Linked DNA regions of Drosophila melanogaster: region 1 is linked to region 2. The links are chromatin contacts, called in public Hi-C maps. All regions are on one chromosome and are shown on one strand. The core of a region is the stretch at or near the end of the contact, and the rest is flanking DNA. Distances in the headings are between cores, read along the strand shown.

Evidence for each region. Hi-C and Micro-C count contacts between places; a contact is called where the count stands out from the background.
Region 1: a Hi-C map of the Kc167 cell line shows a contact between it and region 2, with 2.2 times the contacts expected there. A contact is called at or near these places in 5 of 107 Hi-C or Micro-C datasets (the Kc167 cell line, embryo, pupal leg imaginal disc and 1 more).

Annotation. Positions count from the first base shown.
Region 1 is chr2L:9,877,200-9,881,348 of dm6, reverse strand. The region is part of intron 1 of nAChRalpha6 (nicotinic Acetylcholine Receptor alpha6); the gene reads left to right. Among named protein-coding and RNA genes, the nearest start is that of nAChRalpha6, 7.0 kb to the left of the region's middle.
Region 2 is chr2L:6,584,353-6,588,830 of dm6, reverse strand. It overlaps Dpp10 (Dipeptidyl peptidase 10), which reads left to right. Exons shown (of 16, transcript NM_135207.3): 2 at 1,688-2,330. The coding sequence starts at 2,301. Among named protein-coding and RNA genes, the nearest start is that of Dpp10, 14 kb to the left of the region's middle.

The DNA of each region.
Region 1 (4,149 bases), core at 354-2,853, 3.3 Mb before region 2:
TTAAATTTTTAGATATGTATTGTGCAGGGTAAATGATGGCTAGCTTAAAGAATATATACCTATATTTTACAGAAGTCATAAAAGCAATTATATATCTTTAAAATTTTAAAAGCTGCACCATACTTAAGCTTTAGTTTTATACAATAGAACTTTTCATATAAAAATAAAATTGTCAGTAAGATAATAATACTTAACTTTAAACAGTTAAGAACTTCGCTCGAAAGTTTTATCGACACACGTGTTGTTTGAATATGTCAAAAATTTAACTTAACTTAAAAGCAATTATTTTATTCCTAACTTTAGATCTCGGAAATTTCACCCGTTGTCCAAGTTTCAATTGGCAAACAAAGGGGAAAAGTTTTTTAATTGCTCATTACGTCTGAATCAGGTTGCTGCACTTGCCGCAGTGGAAAAGCCGCAGATTTTCATCATACGTACATCAAAAGCATTTCTAATCAGCAGGCAGTCGGCAAAAACAACAACAGCAACAAACAATATGTGTGTGTGTTTGTGTGTGTGTGGTGAAAGCGGAAACAAGTTGCAAGTTTACTTATCCTGCCTTTCCCCTTTTCCATCTATTTTTTTTTGCCAGCCATTGTTACGTTTGCGTATGTATGACTATGTACACAGTGAAAAATAATCATCCTTTCGATCACATTTTACCACAACCTGAAAACATCAACGAATCCAAAAGCAGTGAGTGTATCATGCGTTTTATTCTGCTAGCTAAATCAACAGATTTCACTGCCGTTTTTTTATTTCAATCAGCGGCCTTTTCAAATGAAATAACAATTTAAACATGTCCATATTTTTTTTCTCCCTACTTGTGTGTATGTGTGCGTGGGAATTGGAGCACGTAACAAAAAAAAAAAAAAAATGAAGAAAAAACGAGCAGAGACACCACACAGAAATAGAAATCATTTGAAATCATGCCGCACTCATAAAACACTTAAAGGACAATTTTGCTGTCATGCGGAGAAAAAAGGGGGAAAGCTGCCTTTTGCTGGCGCTTTTCCTTGGCAGGAACTTGGGGTTAATTAAATAAATTCCTAACCCACTTTTGCCCGAGCAGAAGCTTCATAAATTTTTGAACAAATACTGCCAAAAAAAAAAAAAATGAAATAAAATGGAAGCAAAACGAATTGGTTATACATAAATATTGGTGTGCGTGTGTATGCTGGGGTTTTCAGCAAGCTTTCACCCGCAAGACAACAACAAAGGGCTTGCAACAATTGGCAGGACTCCGTTTGCCGTGCTCTTCCAAGTGTAAACAGAAGTTGAGTTGGTCGAGTCCCTATTTCTCTCTTTTGCTCAAAATGAGTTTTGGTGAAAACTCACTCAAATGTTCCATCAATGGACCGATGAGTCCAGAGTCCTGAGTCCTGTGCCACTGATAACAGCCGCACACACTCACACTCACCCACACCAGACAGGACACACGGATAGAGCTGTTTAAAAAGATGTCCTAGCACACCAAAAAAAAAAAGGAAGAAAAATACACCGATTCCTAGAGTAACAGCGCGGAAAACGTTTGATAACGCCGCGCGCACAAAAGTATGCTACACAAAAGCCAGCTCGCTCTCTCTAACTCCCGCTCACCCACTCCCCGCGTCTGTGTGTGCTTCCTGTGTATTGGTGTGCACGGCTGTTTGACTGTGCATTGGTATGGGTGGTAGTAAATAAGCAAAAGGCAAAGACGGAAATAAAAAGGGCAGCAAGTGGACAAGACAATGAAATTGTCATAAATAACAACGTTGTCTACCAACAACAGGCAAAAAGCAGCAACACCAACAACAACAACAACAACATCGACAGGACAACCAACAACAAAGGCTCAACTAGCTGAGTGACTGGGAATCTTTTTTCGGCTGTCGTTGTTGCCTTTTTTTTCGGTGTCTCTTGGTCAGTGGCTCAACTCTTTTTATCATTTATACCAGGCCCCCGTCCCCAGGGTATTATTTGGGTAGATTAAGTTGATGGAACTCGGCGAGAAGGATTCGGAGCTCTAAGGTGTATTTTATGAGGCAAGCCGAGAAGTGGAGAAAGTGAAAGCGGTTAAAAGGGATTAGGGGTCGATTTTTTCGAAAGTTAGGAGAATTAGGAAATATTCAATAGGACAGAGGATATTTTGGTTTTTATAGCTTTCATTTTAATATTTTTGGTAATGTATTAAAATAAAACTGCCTTGAACTTTAAACTAAACTGGATTGATTTCAAACCTTTAAAAATTCCCGACTCTGGTGAGACATGTTTTTTTTTTGGAATCTTAAGTAATCTAATTTCCTGGCCATCGATAACTGTTTGATTTATGGAAAAAGTAAAAAAAAGAAAACAAACTTTTGCCTAGGAAATCACTCGAGGGACTCTCCACATTCGAGTAGCTTCAGTTGGAACTCTTCTGTACATTGGATCTATATTCCTTACCGAGTTTTCCCATCTCCATTTCCCTTTATTTTAGTTGCTTTCTTTTCATTTTTTTCCTCCTTTATTATATTTTTTTTTTTTAGTTTGCCCTGTGTTCTCATAACGGATATTCGAAATGGCTGCTGCGGCGGCTTTAAGTGACTTTTGTCACACTTTGTGCGCTCGGCCATCCAAACAGCAGTACTTATAGTTATCGAAGGGGTATATAAGAGGTCCTGCGATGCTACTAAGGAGGTCCTGCGGAGCTGGAGGGATTGCCAGGAGGATACTCACATTAAACTAATGTTTAGTTGGCAGTCGCAACAGTTTTGCGAGTGTTGCGACCCTCGAAACTTTGACCGTAAATTGTGGCACGTGATGGGCGTTTGCAATGGAATGGGATGATGTCGTATGAATCGCAATGGTGGGTCATATCAGAAAGTGCCGCGCCATGATTGTTCTGGGCGGCGTGACCGGGGTCACTTGGTATTGAATTTAATTTTAATGGATTGTGACGGTCTGGAGCGACTTGGAAAAAGGCAACAATGTTTAATACTGTGTATTTAGAGCCAAATTTCAGAGAGTCGTGCAACAGGCCATGAACAGATACAATTGTATTCGAAATGGATAGGCAAGACCTTATTAAGCTGATTACATTGCGTATTCTGATTAAGTTGTCTTTTATGCTTGGGAATTTGGGAGGAAATCAATCAAAATAGTGGGCATTCACAATTTAGACGGCAAAGCGGAAAAGCGGCAGATTGATTGACTTGTAGCAAATTAAACGATAATACCATATGAACCTCATAGTTAATATCAATAAACATTTACGTACTTAAATATTCACATCACTCTCTTTCGATCTCTCTCTCTCTCTCTTTCTTTTTCTCTTTTCTATCTCTTTTTGGCCTGCCATACAGATAAAAATCCAATTTAAATAAAAGTTTTTTTCATTATAACTCACCACATAAAGGCAATATGCAAATATTAAACAAAAAAACACTCAGAAAATGTTAAACAAAAATAAATGAATGCAAATTAAAAAGCACGAGGAAAAGCCAAAACAAATAACAACAACAACAACAATGTGTTCATAACTATTAAAAACAGAAAATTAAAATAAAAAAGCAGTGGCTTAAATTAACGCATAATGCTAAATCGAAACCAAACTCATCTGAATCTCTACTCTCGCATCCATGTTTCTGCATCCGCACCCGTATCCGCATACGCATTCGCATCCGCACCTGTATCTGTATCCGAATCAGTATCGTTGCATCTGCTAAGCGAATGAGACGATGCAGCAGCAAACATGCCAGCTAAATTCCAATCCAAAAGCCCAGAATCAATACTTCAATCAGTCTGGCCAGCAAGCAATCAAGCAATTCCATCATCAATCTCGCAATTGCCATCAACTCATCAACAATAACAAATGCAACCAGCACTGCAACAACTGTCCCAACTTAAATGCCACTAACTAAATGCATCCAACTAAAGCAAACTAACTTAAATAACTCGAAACAATAAGCCTAAAAAAAAAAAGAAAGAAAATAACCAAAACACCACTCGAAGGCGAACGAAAAGAGAACGAATTCAATACAATTTTCATATTAATTATGGAACATTCATCAACAATTTTGTTGTGTTTGTTCCATTGTAAAAGCCAAAAGGTCGCCGATACTTTGCAGCTGCAGCAACAACGACAACTGCAAAAATCCGCAACAACTCCAGCATCAGCAGCAGCAACAA
Region 2 (4,478 bases), core at 476-2,975:
GTCAGCAGAACTCCGCCATTCGGAGCCATCACAAAATATGCAAAATGTTTTGTTTTACTTGGCTGCGAGGAGTATTTCAATGGTACATTGTTCGAGGTAAAAATGAAAATCATTTTTATGAAAACAATACCATTCGCGCTTGGCTGCGTAAGAAATAATACAAAACAGTATGGCAAAAGAACATAACAAAAGTCCCAAACAATTTGGCTACGTAAAAATTAATGAAATTTATGTTAGCAGCTACACATGCACATATATCAAAAATTGCCATTGTTCCCAAAAGTGACGTTTAGGTCGAGGATTGTGTTTTCTTTCATACATTTTGCTTAAATTTATAGTTGAGCATGCCGGTGGAGGTGAAAGGCGGGCAGAAGCCCCACAATGACCAAAGTTTATGCATTGTAATGCGCTTCGAGGAAGCGGAGTGCACAGTGAATGCTCCCCAAAGATGACTCAGGCGAATGATAAACACTCTTCCCTTCCAAAACCTCTCCCCTCTTGCTGCCATGGGGCTATTGTAGATTATTTGTGTGTCATTGGCTATTTAAGCCAAAGCTTCTCTTGGGGCCAAGAACAAGTTTTAACGCTTTTTCGACAGGAATATGTATGCTGCTTTTATTTGGATGTGGTGTCATTTGTCTTCCTCATGCCGTCGAGCTACAAAGCTGACATTCAGGGTAATTATAGTATACATATAGAAAATGGCTTTGATAGCCTTTGGATTATGGGGATAACACTCGCTTGATCCTCTTGTGGCTCGGAAAGCTGTTGAGTCATTGAAGCAGCAGAAAATCGGTTTTCACCTCTTATTTAAATTTAAACTTAATTATTTTTGTAGCCTATAAACTTATTTATTCATATGATGGCGATCACTTGAAATTCTCTTTAACACCACAAACAAATGTTACGGACTTTAGCCCAATTTCCACCCAACTATGAATGTCTCTCCACATCTGCACATACCCTGTAGTCATTGTTAACTGTGCATGCATTTTGCATAATAAGCTACTTATAAGCGGTACCAAGAAAAAAAAAGCAAAGGAGCGAGAAAAAACTTGCCATAACTTAAATTGAAAATGTAATGCTATTAACACTGCTCTCTGCCACTGCACCCTGCCCCATGGATTTAATTTGCATATAACAGAGCAGTCGTGTTTAAAGTGTAGCAACCACGCCCCCTTTTCCACCGTCTGCGACATTTTGCATAATAAACAGATTAGTTTTTTGGGTTTACCTGCATGTTTCTACCCACCAATCGAAAAGTACAAGACTGGAAACATACATAGTCGCAGTACATGTAATTAGAACTAACATCGCCTGCTTTTGGGCAGCGGCCTTTGTTTATGCAAATATTTAAGCACTAGACTACTTAACCCACATTCAAATGCCAGCAAAGCCCAACACAGACAAGAACGAAAGTATGCAGCATGTGTCATGTTATATAAGCACAACCCTAACACCCCCGCATATACACACACACGCACACACGACCAAGGCTAAAAGCACAACAAACAACAAATTGGCACTAACAACAACAACACACGGTGCATATGAACAGCAACCAAGAACAACAACAACACCAACAAAACACCAGAGCAACAAGAAAATGTTTAAGCAAGAAGTGAATTTTAAAATATCGTGTGTGTTTTTTCTTCCCCACTCCAAAACCCACTCTATTCCAATTTAGCGCTTGGCCTAAAAGTATGCTGCATCATTAGTGTCTCAACAACGGGCACAACTACACCAACGCCTACTACAACTACAACTACACCAACAAAGGATGAACTGTGCTGGCTGCAGCTGGGAAAACTAAGAATGCACGCTCATTAGGCGGTGCAGACGCGGCGAGCAAAAGCGCACTGCGAGTTCCTAAGTCAAACGTCGAAAAAACAACGCCCCTACCAAACCATAATTAGCAACAACAAAACAAGAAGCACAGGGCAACGGGGCGTGGTCGACGCAAGGCGGAAGGACAGCTGGCAAAAGTCAAGGACGAAAGTTGCCGAATAATTCGCGAAAGCATGACCATGGGTAGTAACTTCAGTTATCTCGAATCCCACCAGACGCCCAAGGCGGACGCAGCGAGCTGATTTTCACAACTAGACAAATAGCCAGAGCTTGCGAATAAATCGCCTGGTGCAGCTGATAGATTCGATTAGCAGTCTGAAAAGCATAAAGCCAGCGGACCACAGAGACAACAGCCGGCGGCTTCTTTAATTTGTCAACCAAACAACACCCACCCCACCGCGCCCATCGGACATCCGCTAAATCCATCGCCGTAAGCCCACAAATATCGCGTCATGCCGGAGCAGGATAATTACGATGATGAGGTAATTTCTTTTGTTACACATTTTGCGTACGCAGCCAGCAGAGGAATATGTTTTGAGCCCAAATATAATTAGGCATAATTAATTTTAAAAACAAATATTTTCCGGTCTGCGTGTGTGCGTGTGCCGATATCCTGAGTTTCCGGTTATCGCGGAGCTCAGTCGAAAGTCAAGGAAACCTTAAACTTCTGGTTGGGATTAAAATTTCAAATTGTTTAATGGCGGGGAAAATTGAAAAGCGCCAGGAGAATACATAAGTCTGGCGTGGCATTAGAAAGTTGGCTAGCTCTGACGTAAGCAGAATGTAAGGGTTATTGTTATGCAATCTAATTAACTCTCTAGCGTCATTACGGCACATTTATGTAAATATGGCAATTTAATTTGAATTCCAGCACAAGGAAAATGCCTTGAAGGCAGTGCAACTGAATTTTTGGTAATTTACGTAATGAAAAAGCGTTGTCAAACGTAAAACACAAAGCTTTCATTATACTCGCTTTTTTTTATTAAATGACAATATTTACCAAATCATGAAATTGGCTATAATTAGGTATGCAAATATGCGCGTTTGAGGAGGTTAATTAGTTGACTGTTGCATAAAAAGTGCACACATTGTTTTAATAAATAAAGATGAAGTTTTTTAAATCAATGGACTGCCATACTTTTAGTACTTTAACTTTAACTTAGTACTTTAACTTTGATTACCTAAAATCCTTAAATTTACATTGCTTAATATTTGCTGAACGACTAGGAGAGTCACTTGGGGAAATCCTCGATTGGTTTATCCCGAGATTACCTTCCGCGATTGAATTTATTATTAGCTTCACTTGTCCGACGAGCTGACTTAGCACTTACATCGCCACTTCAGTCGCTACTCACTCTGATTTCAACTTTGAGAAGGACTCTGGGGAGGCAGGAAAGTTCGCCGACTACTCCACGCAGAGACTTGAGTTTCCTACCAGCTTTTCCACCATCCAACATCCACTTTCGCTTTTCCGACTTTTCCGGACTTTGATGGTCAGCTTCTCGTGCCGCTTGGCTGGATTCTTTGCGGCGCCGTGGCATCAACTCTGTGGCTGCGATGCTAATTGAAATAAATTCCGCATGTTATTCAAATGCAAAACGCTGACGGAGCTGACTACAATTGCGAAATTGAATTAGCCATGCAACGCGTGTCTGTGTGTGTGTGCTTGGCATACCAAGTCATCTGGGGAGGACTTTTCCGCCCAAGTGGGAGTGTCAATCGCTGCCCAGAATAAACAGCCAGTCGCAATGGCAATCAGCCATTCGAGTGGAAATCAATTAGCCGGAATTTCCACTTCGATTACCACCCACCAACGCATAGATGTGCCTTTTGCCCGCCCACACTTTTGGCCATATATTTTGGGAGCAATCGAGTTGGCCAGTGCACTGCATCCATTTTAACTGTTTTGACTATGCTAATTTCGGCTGACAGGTGTTGCTGTTGCTGAAGGAAAGGTTCTGAGGTAGAGTCAATATTTGCTAAATATGTGATTAATATTGGGATTTCCCTTGGCAGGTTGAAGATTAAATGTTACAATACATATTAATTTCGATCTATGATTTAATATGAGGTTGCTTAGTAAGTTTGTGTGATTGAAAATGTGTACGAATAGATTACATTTATGACAGCTTTACACTTTATGAGTATCCTGTTCCGAGACGTATTTCCTTCATAATTTATTTTGGGCTACCTTACCCAGTTTCGGTGAGTGTTTACTTACCAATAAATCATGTTAAGTCAAGCTTAAAATCATAAAATTGAAACTGCCATTGGCGAAATGGTTCAAAATAATCACTCTTGCTCGAACAACCAGTCAAAGTCAGCGACTGCACATCGCATTCAATTGTGTCAGCGCGCTGGCATATTACATTTTATTTTGACAAATTCAGGCAACTTAACGACCGCCGACAGGTGCGCCACCTGCCGGAGCAGATCGGAAAAGCGGAGTACAGAAAAATAAGCAATCATGGCCGTGTAATGGAAGCTCAAGTATGTGTTGACATGGGGGAAAACCCGCACACACCAAGAAACTGGGGAAATGGGGAACCACGTGACAGATATAGCAAATGCTATGCCGTTATGGCCTTGAGCTAAACTGCTGTTGACAACAGCGACAAACGCGATGGAGG